Linked DNA regions of Mus musculus: region 1 is linked to region 2. Evidence: chromatin contacts called from public HiCAR-type data. All regions are on one chromosome and are shown on one strand. The core of a region is the stretch at or near the end of the contact, and the rest is flanking DNA. Distances in the headings are between cores, read along the strand shown.

The links. HiCAR-type assays count read pairs that join an accessible place to other places.
Region 1: a contact with region 2 is called in a HiCAR-type map of fibro-adipogenic progenitors, with 4 times the contacts expected there. The contact joins two enhancer-like sites. A contact is called at or near these places in 1 of 115 datasets of contacts at active chromatin or transcription factors (fibro-adipogenic progenitors) and 1 of 9 other capture datasets (pancreatic islet).

Annotation. Positions count from the first base shown.
Region 1 is chr11:45,263,406-45,270,402 of GRCm38.p6, forward strand. No RefSeq gene overlaps it. Among named protein-coding and RNA genes, the nearest start is that of Gm12159, 150 kb to the left of the region's middle. Within about 2 kb of position 2,011, at least 33 of the 459 cell types and tissues checked have an H3K27ac peak or open chromatin away from gene starts, as enhancers often do. A contact at or near this core is called in fibro-adipogenic progenitors, where this site is marked.
Region 2 is chr11:44,557,446-44,565,096 of GRCm38.p6, forward strand. Rnf145 (ring finger protein 145) reads left to right here. Exons shown (of 11, transcript NM_028862.4): 9 at 2,527-2,674; 10 at 4,020-4,376; 11 at 6,475-7,651. The coding sequence ends at 6,840. Among named protein-coding and RNA genes, the nearest start is that of 4930597A21Rik, 25 kb to the right of the region's middle. Within about 2 kb of position 3,101, at least 15 of the 459 cell types and tissues checked have an H3K27ac peak or open chromatin away from gene starts, as enhancers often do. A contact at or near this core is called in fibro-adipogenic progenitors, where this site is marked.

The DNA.
Region 1 (6,997 bases), core at 761-3,260, 700 kb after region 2:
AGTTTTGTGCGATGACTGAGGAGAGGTGCAGGCAGTGATGGGGATTGAACCCAGTACCTCACAAATGTAAGGCTAGGGTTCTACCAGTGAACTATATGCCCAACACACTGTTGTTGTTGTTTTGTAAAGGAATGTGAGTTTATAGCTTTACTGGGCCTTGAAAAACATGAAACTATTCCACACCCCGAGAATGGAAGCCACATGAGGGCTGGGTTACTTGTATATCTTGCACACAGAGAGTTCCTACAAAGGCGCTTATAAGCATTCCATAAATGAAGGAAGGAAGCCCAAGATGCTTGATTGAGGAGGACCACCTGTTTCTAAGCCATGGAACACAGAATGATGCCTCTTGATTTCTGTTGCCAGACCCTGAGTTCTGAGTTCAATATCCCAAAGGTGAGTTAGAGGTCTAGGTCATTGTTTAAGGAAGGGGAGCTTGCAAAAATTTAAAAAATAAAATAAAATAAACCTCCCCTCAAAACCCAAAAAGCCTTCTAACAAACAAAACAAACAACAAAAAACAACCAGAAGAAAGGAGGGACCTAAGAGCCTAGCTTTCAGAGAGGCATGTCCAAGGCCACTGAGAGATGAGGCATGCATGATCTGGCTGGAGAGCAACTCAACTCCTGCCTCCTGCCTCCTGCCTCTTGATCCACCAGAGAGAATTGTTCATAATGTGAGCCAGGCTGCTGAGGGAGTTTTTGATTTGCAATCTACTGTTCCATGTCCCTCGGGTCTTGTACAAGAGCAGCCCAGCTGTGGGCCCAGACACATCCCAGGCCTGTCAATGGATTTCCCCAGCTGCTAATCCTAGCTTTTGAGCTCCAACAGTGGAGCTGAGGGTGTGGCAGCCACACTCTGGAATTGTTCATGCTTTGTCCAGGGAGGAGAGGAGAAGAGAGAAGCCGGGGCCTGAGAAGCATCAATTCCACCAAGAGATTCTTTGTGACATCGGAGGCTAATTAGAAATGGAGAAGTGCTTGATGAAATTGTTCACAAAGCAGGGCCTGAGGAGATGGCTCAGTCAGTAAAATCATTTGATGCACAAACATGAGGGCCTGACTTCCAGTCCCCTGTGACCCATGCAAAAGCCAACCATGGCTGGGCATATCTGTAATGCTATTCTTTGGGGAGAAGGAAACAAGAGGATCCTGGGAGATCACTGGGCACATGACTTTTTGAAACAGCAAGCTTCAGGTTCAGTGGGAGACATGTCTCAAAGAAATAAGGTAAAAAGCGATAGGATAGCAAGCTTCCTTCTCTGGCCTCCATATCCACACATACTCATACACTCATGCATTAACACATGTATGCTACACTTACATGTACACATACATACATACACACACACATACATACACATACGTACACAAGAAGAGTTTTCACACTAAGGGCATACAACTGAACACAAGAGTTCAGCAGAGGATTTTATGGTTTGGGAGATTATTATTTTTCATTGATAATATTGATCACCTTCAGCCCACACAGATTTAATTGTCTTGTCAATACACCCTCATTAATATTCTCTTTAGGGGCTTCATGGTAATATGCACATTCCTTTCCATAAATGTGTTTATGATTAATTCTAAAGAAAGAGAGGTTCTGAGAAACAATGCATTTGGGTACAAGGCTATTCTCTCTGGCCTCTACTTATCAGCCTCACTATTTATTAAAATGATAACTTGTGGGCAGAAAACCAAGCTGAGGTCTTTGGGGAGAATGGACAACTTGGGTCGTGAGGAAAGAGAAACAAGGAAAGTTAAGCCAGCAAATAGTATTTCTTGAGACCACATGGAGAAAAAGCACAAAATGGAAAGGGGGGGGGGAGGGTGTCTGTATCATGTCCAAATTTCAGTCATTGCCAAAGTTTGCAAAATATCTTTTCATTTAGAAGTGCTATGATTTAATGGCAAAGGAGGACATTTTGTTGGAACGCCCAGCGTAACAAACACTTTTCTCTCCACTTAACAGTGTTCCCCTGGCTTCGTCTCATGGAGAAAATAATAATTTGGATGTTTTGAATTATAGCAGTAATACTAAAGGCACTCTGGGCCCACCCAAATTCCCAGCACCGAACATGGCATCGGAGCACTGGAGAATGAAGCGGGGCTGTATGAAACAGCAAGCAATGGTTGGTTTGGGGACAGGGATCATAGTTGACTGTGGGCAAAGTTCTCTGCAGCCTCGCATTCTGAGCCCAGGGCTGGGGCGAGAGAAGGCTCTCCTAGCTGACAAGAGTCCTGGGGCTCTGGACTATGAACAAGTTCTGGAGAGAACGTGAGCCTGCGCATCTGGAGGTGCTGGATCCCCTCCGAGCTCTGCCACTAATGAGCCTCGTGACCTTGAGTAAATCTGCTATCTTCTGTGGCCTCTCTCTCTCTCTCTCTCTCCCTCATCCCTGCAATCACTGACACTTAGAACTGCAGAGACCCCGAGAGATCAAATGGGTGTGCGTTTCCCCTGACTGTGTTCAATCACATTCACCTTCCCTATGTTCCGCTTTTATTACCCTTCCCTTTCATAAGTCTAGCTGCCAAAAGAAAGAGTATGTAGAAACAATACGTAGAAGCTGAACGGTGATCATAAAATAAATGCAACTGAAACAAAACCTTCTTACTGAACAGGAGCCAGAGAAATGTTGGCTGCCTGGGAAGACGATAGATGCGAAAACCAAACTAGTGAGACTCGCTGAGATCTGAGCCAGTGCCAGGTCTTCTATGCAGTGCTGATTGCCACTGCTCTAGGAAGAAGCCCCCACCATCTTCCTCACTTTGGAGAGCAACTGACTGAGAGGCCGGAACATTAACTGGGATGGTTCCTGACTTTAAAAAAAGATATTTAAAGTTTGTATTGTACAGGCCAGCATGAATCTAAGACACTGTTTTTCACATAATCAGAAAGATTAAAGAAGACTTTAAAAAAATAAGAATAACACTGTTGTTACAAAGAATGTCTCATCTGATGCCATGAGTTTCTTCCACCCACCAGCATCGCCCAGTGTTCCTTAGAGTTATAGCCGAGAAGAACCATCGATCTTTGAAGAGGTGGAAAGTACACTGTTGGCCTCTGTGGTATTCAGCCCACCACGCACTTCCTCTGAGAGTTTTACTGTTTTCTCTTGTCTGCCGGAGCAATGCCTGCTGGAATTGTGAGCATTACCTCCGCATAAGCCATCCCAGGTCTCCCTCCTCGTGCCAGGGGCCAGAGGTCACCCTCTCCTAGGTACCTCATTCCTGTGGACACTTCAGGTCCAGGACTCTTATATGAGATGGCGCTACCTTTAGTCATAACCGACTTCTTGGCACAACATGTAAAACCTTTTCTAAGTGTCCCATAAATTAACACAAGATTTAAGCATACTATGAAGGAAGAGACTGTTTCTGAAGCAATGAGTTGAGGCTAGAGAAATGGGGCAGAAGAAGCAGAGCTGGTCACGAAATCATGAAGACCTGGGCTCCTATCTCCACAACCCATACAGAGCTAGATGCCATAGGGCAGCATGCGCCTGTAATCATACCATTCCTATGGGAAAATGGGGCCAAGGATCCTAGAAGTCCATGGGCCAACTAGCCTGATGTACAGTGGTGAACAGGAGACCCTGTCTCAAACAAGGCGAAGAAAGAGGACAGACACCCAAGGTTGTCCTCTGATCGCCACACTCATTGTGGCACTTACACATCCACATCTACATATACAAAGACACACACTCATGTATATGCACGTCATACAAATGGAGAAGAATAAAAACAAATAATAAAGATCCACTTATTTATCACCTTAAAGCAAGATGCTGAGTGCAAATGCTTTCTCCTCTAGCCCCTTCTGGAAGTTCTCTCATCGATGGTTATTCTGAAAATGGCTTCTGAAGGCAAGAATCTGATGAGCTTAGGTTTCTCACGATTTCTTTTCCAGGGGAATTTATCTGGAGTAAATTTAGAGGCCTCTTGTTCCTTCAGTGACTCACAAGGCATTCTCACGAGGGCACTAAAACCCTCGTGTACTTCAGTAGCCATTAACACCAGGAAGGTATTTTAAGGTGCCAGTGAGAACCAGCTCACCTGTAGGGTTCCACCTTTCATTTTCATTGGGTAACACCTTCACTTACAGTTCTTTGCCCACTTTCTCCTCCTCCGATTTCAAGTTTTCTTCTTCTTCCTCAAGAGTCAGCTAAACTGCCTTGTATCCTGACCACCATTAAGTATTATAGGCCATGTCTTTAAAGCAATGGGCAGTGGTACACATAACTTCCTCAATTCTAAAGTGGGTGGTATTTTAAAAGTAACAAGAGCCACAAAAGCAGAATTTACACATTCAGATATTCTTTTGTAGAGGATCACCTCTGGTTCTGTCTGACTTTTATAAGTTCTTCCTTGGAGCTAGGTAGGTGGTGGACACCTCCAATCCCAGCACTTGAAAGGCTGGGACAGACGAAACCCTGGTATCTGTCAAGCCTGATTACCTAGCTAGACACTGCTGGCTAGATCGGCTTTGTCTATTGTTGTTTGACTTCTGCTTACAGATCTAGAGAAACAAGAGAAGGCGCCGCCTAGTGAGCTGCTTACAGAGCTTTCTAGTTCTGTCTTGGATTCGCCCCACCCCAAGAAGGCCTTTCCTGTGGTTAAATCGAAATCTCTCACTCTCTCACTTCCAAGGGCCATTTCCACTTCCACTCAATCGTGTGTCCTTAGCATGAACTGGTTTCTCTTCAAAAGGAACGCTTCTCTCCCACGGAATGTAACATGCTTTCTCAGGGCTCCCTCTCCTAACAATCAACCCTCCAAATCTCCAAGCATCATGAGAACCATATCTCTGGCGATGCTGGAAGAATTATGCATAACACAGGCTTCTGGTGCTGGGGAAGTAGGTTAGTGGTTAAAGTGCTTGGTAAGTGAATTAGAGAACCAGTGTTCATGTCCCCAGAATCCAAGTCAATTGTTACGTAAGTATGGTGGCTCACTTGCAATTCAAGTCTCAAACAATCTGTGGAATATGCTAGTGAGACTACGTGTGTCAGTGACTCCCGGTTTGATTGAGAGACCCTTTATCAATTCATATGGCAGAAGAATGATCTAGAAATGATTCTCAACATCTGACCTCCGCATGCATATGCATGCACACTAACACACATGTGTACCCACACACATGCAAAACCGTGAGTATCCATAGATACAGACAGCACACATACAAACATACACACACATCCATGTATACATACACCTGTGTGCACACATATACACATGCTCACACATGATAAGTGAAAAAAGAAAAGAATATTCAGGTTTCTGAGGCATTCTCTCTGGTCTCAAATGTGGACTCTTCAATGTGGTAAGATCGCTGAGCCTCAGTGTCCTCATCTGTAAATTGGGTATGTTTATAACAAAAGTCCCTCAAGCATCTCCTGAGGACACTACATCAAACGAGAGATATAACATTTATGAAGCCAGTATTTGGTTAGTATTCAAACATGTGCAAAATTAAGGTTGCAAGGGGAAGAGACAGCTCATGTGGAACCAACAGATTCCCAGACCAAATCGCCTCTGTTGAGGAAGCCTCACTGGAATTAGTTTAAGAGAGGACTAGTCTCCTGTTCCCTAATGGCTCCTCTTGGGCTGTGGTCTTTAGCTCTTCAGAGAACATACATGTACATAAATTGCCACCAAGCCTATAATTTCACATATTATATGTTAAAAATAAATTTCCTGGAAGTACAAACACAGCCATGTAGTCATCCTTCTCACACTCTCTGTAGACTATTTGGCCCAACAGTTTTACACATAAAGGTAAGTTTAAGCCTTGATCCATTAGCCACCCTTCTTAGCCCTGCGTCATCTTTCCATGGGATGATTGACACTTTTTCCTTCATAAGGATCCCTGATAACAATTAAAACATGTTCAAGGCCAAGGACAGAGCCCTGTGGTACTATTAACAGTTTTCGGGCAGCAGGCCAACTCTATCATTTCACGGATGAGATGTGGACCATTCCGAAGCGTTAGATGACAGCCTGCCACCATAGAATGTAACCAGCTAACTGCTCTTCAAAGCTGCTCCAGGACATTGGTTCCTTTCCTGGCTTCCTGTAGCAGTGGCTTTGTGTGGCTAAGGAAGTTTATAAAAATGAGAATGCTCTGTTTACATCTTTGAGGCTTACACTGTGCAATAGCATATCAGTAATTCTAGCCAGTCCTGTAGCTGAGAACTCACTAAACTTATTTAACTCACTATTTCTCCCAAGTATCTAATCACAAAATTCTGGGTCCTGTTGATTCTCATGAAACCATGTTTAACATCGCAGAGAACATCTCCATGGTCAATCAAACACATGGAACATGAAACTGGTGCCTCCCACCTAGTGTGAGAATGAAATCCAAGAGCCTAAAGGTTCAGAAAATGTTCAGACTTCTACAGGAAGAATAAGTTATTCAGGATTGTTGTGAAGGAAGAGATTAAGAAATGGGAGAGTTTAGCAAAATCAAAAGAGAGAAATCAACAAGCAGATCTCCATACCTCTCAAAGTAACAGCAAAGGGAGGCACCTAGAGCCTACCACTCCCTACTTTCTAGACACATTTCACCTGTGTTTTAAAAATTATTTATTTGGTGTGTGTGTGTGTGTGTGTGTGTGTGTGTGTGTGTGTGTGTGTGTGTGTGGCTATGCTCACATGGAAGCCAGATGATAACCTCTGTGGTCCTCAGATTCCATCACCTTCATTTCGAGAAACCAGGATCTCTCACCACCCTGGAACTCATAAAGTAGACTAGATTGGTTGATGAGCAAGCCACAGGGATCCTCGTCTTTGTCTCCCAGGAGTTAGGATTGTAAGCACATACTGGCATACCCAGCCTGTTCTTTGTAGGTTCTTGAGATTGTACTTGCAAATCAAGCACTTTGACTACTGAGATATATCTTCAGCCACATTCTGCTTTGATATAGTCTTCCTAAAAGCCTGTGTGCCAGGTCACCAGTTATTGGATCTGATCATTGAGTGATGGCTAGATG
Region 2 (7,651 bases), core at 1,851-4,350:
ATTCCCTAATCTTTGATTTAGTTAATGGACTCTCTTCCCACGGACTGCCTATAGCCTGAAGGATGGATGGAAGCTTGCTGTTCAGTGTCTTTGTGTGGTGTCTGTGTGTTCCGTTTGTCTTTGCATGTCCATGTGCGTGTTGAAGCCAGAGGTGGATGCTGGGTGTCTTCCTCCATCTCTGCCCACCTAATTGACCGATTCACGGTCTCAGTGAACAAGAGCTTGATGGTTGAGTTAACCTAGTCTTGCCTTGGGCAGTCTTGTCTCCATCTCCTGAACGCCAGGAACATAGGCAGGCACCCTGCTGGCTTTGACATGGACTTTGGGACTCTGTATTCTGGTCCTCCAACTTACACAGCCAATGTCTGATCCACTGAGCCATCTCCTCAGCCGGTCTTTGGCTTTCCTAATCAGTTTTGGTTTTCTTTTTAGGACTTCCATAGTTAAAAGACACTTCAGAAGCTTTGAAGAAAGAAACTCTTTTCAGAAAAATGTAATGCATTTTATATGCCAGTTGTCTAGGTATAAGAGCACTTAGTAAATGTACGGCATCCTGTGTGACTGTATCCTATGTAATGCCAGTTAAAGGGAGCAAAGCATTAGGGGAAAGCGCACGTGGAGAAGAAGGATCGGATTCATAAGCACAGGGACTTACAGAGTTGCACCTCCTGTGATGGTCTCAGGAAGTTGCAGCATAGGGGAGGATAGTCTAACGTAGATTCTTTTTTTTTTAAGAGCCCCACCCCCATTTTTAACGATTTATTTATTTTATTTATATGAGTGCACTGTAGCTGTCTTCAGACACAACAGAAGAGGGTATCAGATCCCATTACAGATGGTTGTGAGCCACCATGTGGTTGCTGGGAATTGAACTCATAACCTTTGGAAGAGCAGTCAGTGTTCTTAACCTCTGAGCCATCTCTCCAGCCCTTAATGGAAATTCTTGATGCCATGTGGGACCAAATAAAATTGGGAGCTGGATCTGTGTACATCTAGTATTCAGAGAAAGCTTAAATTATATTTACTTTTATTATTTAAAAAGTATTGTTTTATTTTTCTGTGGGCCATGTACAGGTATGCAGTCATATTTCTGGAAGCCAGAGATTGATGTCAGATCAGAGAGTCTTCATGAGTGAGCGCATGCCTGCTTGCCTGCCTGTCTGTGTGTGTGTGTGTGTGTGTGTGTGTGTGTGTGTGTGTGTGTGTCTCTGTGTCAGTGTATGTGTCAGAGGTTGATATTGGGTCAAGGTCTCTTACTAAGCCTGGAGCTCACTGATTGGCTACACTGCCTGGCTGTTCAGCCCCAAGGATCTTCTTGGCTGTCCGTAGGCTGCACTGAGGCTATAGACACTAACAAGTGAGCTGATGGTGTGGTGGCTGCAACCCTAGACATTTTAAAAGACCTAAAACCCAAACTATTATTGCTTCCAAGATACTGCTTGGCATACCGGGCATATCTGGCTTAGTGGTAGAAGATTTGCTTAGACTGTTTGGAGACTTTAGATCAGTATCTGGCACCTAAAACAAACACACAAAACTGACTGTACTATTTTGGTTCGTAGTTCATACAAGAGATCCCAGATAAAACTGGTTACAATTCACTGTCACCATTTTCCCCCCAGCTTTCCCTCATATTTTGATGGTTGGTTCTAGAATTTGGTTCTGAATTTGTTGCATGGAGGAAGTAGTCTCTTGGGAGGTAGAATTGTGAGAGCAGATTTGTGAGATAATTCTTAAATTAGCTTATAATTACAGCTGTTCAGCTTTGCTTGAGTGCCCCATAGTCCGCTTGGGCAAACCTTTCGTAACGTCCTCTGAGAAGGTACCGTGGCTGAAAAAGTCAGTTTCCTGTGCCTCCAGCTCCTGGCCGTGTGTCAGTCTCAGTGAGTGTAGTGAATCCCAGTTACTGGGGCTAGATTTCAAGTTGGCGGTTTCTCCATAAAGCCTGTCAGGTGGAGAGCCCGTGCACACTGCTACCTGCACTTGGCTATACTTCATATCTGCTGATTCTGAAAGTGTCTTTTAAAGAGTACATTAAGTAATTTTGCATATTGATGGGTGTGCTAGAACACTATAGAACGTTTATAAAAGCTGATGAGAAAGATCCCGATTGCTCCATAAGAACTGGTATGGTTCTGCATCCCTTCAGGGTGCTGTGTCAGGCTCACTTTTGGTCCTTCGCCACCAGAAGCTGACTCAGAGCCTTGCCTGAGGGTCTGGGCTATTGCTGGAGTTGGTGTCTCTGCTAGCATTACTTGTGGTTGGAGCAGCATTCGCTAAAGCAGGGTTCCCTCTTGGCTGTGGGAGGAAAACAAAAGTAGACCACTGGGTGCCCCGACCCTGTATGCTCCACCCTTAGTGGTTTATAGAAGGACACTGGTAGCTATAGTGAACGGAAAAGCCATGAGAAAACCTAACCCACCACAAGTGACTCCAGAACTAAGGAACCGCTGTTGTGCCCTCACCGCCGTGGTGAGGAATCAGTTTGTGAACGGCTTGACTGTAAGACTCTTGTGCCTTGTCCAGGAGTTTGTGGAAACACTTCCGTGCTGTGAGCCTCTGCTTGTTCCTCCTCGTGTTCCCTGCGTATATGGCCTACATGATTTGCCAGTTCTTCCACATGGACTTCTGGCTTCTCATCATCATCTCCAGCAGCATCCTTACCTCTCTCCAGGTGAGCCTCACAGTGACGCTGTGCCCCTGGTGGCCTGTGTTCTGAGATGAGTGAGTGGCTTCGGGCTCCTGCCACTCTGCGTTCTTTATTAGAGCATCCTGCATACTGATGAAGTGTGATATGAAAATGCGAAACTGTCATGTGGTCAAAACTGTCTTCATGATTGCAAGTATGAGACTTGCATGTCATGAAGATACTAGTTTTAGTAAACGTTACTTAACCCGGGTGGTGTTCCATTTGTGGTGATGACAAAAAGCCTTTGGCTTTACTTTTATTATGGTGAAAAAAGTATTTAGAATTAGCCATCTGGACTGAGTTTAGGTGATCCCAGTTTTGTTGGCAAAATCCACATCATCACAATCATGAGCCCGCTACACACGTGCCTTCTCCCTGTCCAGACTGAGCAGGGCGGAGGAGGTTTTCTCGGGCGGTTTGCTCTGGGGTTTGTTGGCCCTGACATCCACGGGTTGGCGGGGAACACAGTGCACTGTGCCTTCTTTAGTCTTCATGGCTGACTCCGCTCTGGCTCAGGGAGCTTAGTGGTGGCAGAGCACCCAAGCTTGTGCCTCCTGGGCAAGCTTTCTTTTCCAGGCTGTTGGGGTTGCCTTCCATCACTGCCTACTTTCTTGGCTGTGGGAGGGAGAGCCTAGAGGCCTCCTCCTTTATTTTTAAAGCCATCATGGCAAAAAGTGCACAAAGACAGGCAAAACAAAGCAAAGCAGCAACAACAGAAAATGTAATTAAGACTTGCACATGTTTGTTTGTTTGTTTTTTCAAAATGGTAACGTTCTTTTTTAAATTGCCAAAAAACCATAACACTGAAATATCTTAGAGCTTGTTTAGAATGGGCTTTTCAAAGTAAATGTCTACTCAAAATACCCTTGTAATATAAATCTATACAACTCACATATGCACATGCATGATGTGTGCCATAAACATACATAGCTAATGTATGTGCCACACAGACAGACATGTGTTTCATATGTATGAACAACATCACCAGGATGCAGCAAGCTTTTTTGCAGAGGTCTCTGCTGCCTGGCCAGTAAGAGGTGACAGGAAATGTGGTTCTGGAAACGATGCTTTCAGCCCTGTTCCTTGTAGAGGTGAAGTGTTTTGAGAGACAAGGACTGGACGGATGAGGAATGAGGAAGGTCGGGTGGGCCTGAGGAGACTGAACACTGCTTCTGAAGGTGCAGCGTCTGCTCTCTCAGTAACTGGTCACTGTCACCCACACACAGCCTTCAGTGGGTACCAAGAGTTCATGTGTTATTATTTTAAACTCAGGGAGAATGCTTTTCTTATGATCACATTTATCTTAATATACATACTCTTCCCTCCCCAGGTTCTGGGAACACTTTTTATTTACGTCTTATTTATGGTTGAGGAATTCCGCAAAGAGCCCGTGGAAAACATGGATGACGTCATCTACTACGTGAATGGCACTTATCGTCTGCTGGAGTTTGTTGTGGCCCTCTGTGTGGTGGCCTACGGCGTCTCAGAGACCATCTTTGGAGAGTGGACTGTGATGGGCTCCATGATCATCTTCATCCATTCCTACTACAACGTGTGGCTTCGTGCCCAGCTGGGCTGGAAGAGTTTCCTTCTGCGCAGGGACGCTGTGAATAAGATTAAGTCTCTCCCTGTCGCGACGCAGGAGCAGCTGGAGAAACACAACGACATCTGCGCCATCTGTTACCAGGTGACCTGCTCAGGGGGAGTCTGCTGATAGGTCAGGCGGGGTAGACCTCGGGGCCGCAGCATGCACCAGTCACAGTGTAAATTTCCGGGCACAATTAATCTCTGGATTGGAAAGGGATAATGGGGCTCATAGATTAGAGTAATAAAGCCCTGATATAAACATATCCATTTTAGTTCTAAGTTCAGTTTTAATATAGTCTTTCAAGTTCTAATTATTATTGTTTCCAACATTATTGCTCACCCATAAATAAAGGAAAAACAGGTTAGGTGTATTTTATATTATTACTGACTACACACACAGACACAGTGTTCATGTGTATGTGTGATTAAATATATCCTAGCAACCAGGAGTCAGCAACTTCAGAAAAGTGCTGTGCCAAGATTTTGACTCTTCTTAATATCTTCTGGGTGGGGAAGAAGCATCCAGACTTCATGGTGGGTGACAGAATGCTGCTCTCTATCAGAGACTTTCAGTCCTGTGGGGTTCGGAAAGTGGTGGTAGAAGCAGGCGGAAGGGTCCTATTGAGGGTAGACAGACTGCCTGCCATCCATACAGCTCTGGCCCCAGACCGAGATGATGGTTACCCTGTAGTACAAGTGAAAGATATGTCATCTTGGGAACATAGTGAGTTTGGTCCCCAGTCACCTGGGGACTGTCAGGGGGACTGAGTTGCAGCATTTAGCACTAAGCTGCACTCCTGGAGGTGTAGACAAAGTTACCTGGCAACAGCTGCAACCAGGCCCCGAGTAAACTCACTGGGAGTGTAGGCTGGTGGCAGCCAGCCATAGATAGTGGCAGTGTATATGCAGAAATGCTTTTAGGGCTGCATGGGAGTGCAGATGCTGTGGGTGGGTGTTTGTGTGTGTTTATAAAACTACCATGATTTCTCATAGCAACATAAAGCTTCCACTCTTTAAACGAGTTCTGAGAACACTTTTTGTATGTTAGTAACCCTTGAGTGCACTGAGAAGGAGTATGGCCCCGGGCCTGTCCCTGTCCCTGTCCATCCTTCTCTGTGCTCCTGAACTGGACTCTGTCTTTTGTAGCCTCACAGTCCTCAGGGCCACCCCGGGAAAACCAAGTTTGGCACAGTCAGCTTGTGCCACCCTCCTGCCATGTCTGCTCTCCTGGGTGGGGTCCGAGAGTCCTCTTTGTCGGTGTCACATCACTTTTTTTGAAGTGCTGGAACTGCCTGCCGCTCACACATGGACCACGAGAGTGGAGTTGCTTAGCTTCCTGGCTGGCTGCTTTTGTGTGGACGGCTCCCTGCTTCAGAGTTGCCTCCCCCGCCCCCCCCCCCCCCCCCCCCGCCTCCACTCCCTGGTGTTACCAGCTCTTGGCAAGGAATTTGGGGGATATTCACTTCCTAATTGTGGATGTTAAGCAGTGGTTAAAAAAAAAAATCCATGTGTTTTAAATTCCTGCCTTAGGCCTTCCCTCCCCAAGGAATACTGATAGCAAAAGGAGGTGTCACCATTTTTCCTCATGTTTGTGAAGCGCGAGCACCTAAAAGTCCCACATGGGACTTGTTCTAAGTATAGATTTATGGTTCAGATTTTCTAACTCTGGTACAGCCCGAGCATAGGGTGAAGCTGAGGATCGCTGGTTTACACAGCAATTGTAAAATGTCTGTATATTGGCCCTGATACAACTGCGACTTCCTTGCCAACACTCTGGTGTTCCGAGGCTGAGTTTTGTCTCCTTGCATATAGGCTCATGGTAGAATAGTCTCTAGCTGCATTGGCGCATAACTGTGGGAAAAGTCCTGTCTGCAGTAGATTTCCTGAGGTTGTAGTTACTGTCTTAGACCCGTGGCTCACACCCTCTCACTTCGTGCGCCCGCCGTGTTCCGTGTTTAGGATATAGTTTCTTCCTCACTTGACTCCCGTTTGTTTCACCGTCCACAGGTCTCTTACGTTACTGTGTAAGGGCTCCTCTGATAGCAGCTTTAAGAGCAAAGCCAGATGATTCTAAGTTCTGTGCTGCAGGTTTTCTGTTTGTGCTACAAAGCTTATATTGAGGTTGGAGCTTGTGGGGTGGCATCAGGAAGGTGAAACGGCTGACGTTGCTGAGGTACCTCTTTCGACCTCTCTTCTAGGACATGAAATCCGCTGTGATCACACCTTGCAGTCATTTCTTCCATGCAGGATGTCTTAAGAAATGGCTGTATGTCCAGGATACCTGCCCTCTGTGTCACTGCCATCTCAAAAACTCCTCCCAGCTTCCAGGACTGGGGACAGAAGCGGCTCCACAGCCTCCTGCGGGGGCCGAGCAGAACATTGTACTTCAGGAAGGTCCTGAACCCCCGGACCATGAGAGTCCACCAGGGACTGGGACCCAGGAAGGTTCTGGGGACAGTAGTGAACACATCAACAGAGGCTCGGCTAGCCAGGAGGGGGCTGCTGATGCTGGAGAGGGTCCTCAGATTCCAGAAGGCGAAGTGTGTCCTGTTGAGTCTGCCTAGAGGAGAAGCAGGCTTGGAGCTCTGGACTGTGGAGAAGGCCACCCAAGGTGGAGTTCACACTCAGATCTGAGGAGTGGATGTAGGAGAGGACTAGGCAGGAACCTGACATTCCGAGGATCTGCTCCAGGCTACTCAGTGGACACACCCGCTCTCCACCCCACTTCATGCTGTTGGAGAAATTTTGCAATGTACACTAATCAAAATGTATTTATATGTTCTATGCTGATGTTTTGTAGAGGTTTGCCAAGAAAACTTAACCTCAGCAACTTCAGGAATGGCCCCTGATTTGCGAGGGATAATGAAATCAGGTCTGAGTGCTTGAAAGGGGCTAAGAGGACGCAGATCTGGAGGTCAGAGTGGGAAGATGAAGGCAGAGGTGGACCTGGCTTTCCCCTTCCCGTGGGACGGGGTGGCTCTGATTGGATAGTGTGGGTAATGGCCACTCCCCTTTCCTTCAGTTAATTAAAACCACCAAATGATCCTGGAGTTTTCTACAGAACCGCAATGAAATCAAAGATGTAGACGGGACTCATTGACTTTCCTCCGAGATGGAGGAGCACGGTACGTCAGGATGTGCCTGGGGAAGGGGCGGGCGTGCACTAGGCCTTGCGGGTGCTCTCGTGTCGCCTGAGACTCTTAAACCTGATGCTGGAGTCCTCATTATTTTGATGTATATGGAACTTTTGTTAATATATTGTATACTTTGTTGGCTGTGTGAAGTAAACTAAAACTCTAGTGAACACTTTGGAGTCCACTTTAACAAAGGAGCCAAAGTGGGAGGGGCTTTAGGGAACTGATAAAGGCCCTGGGT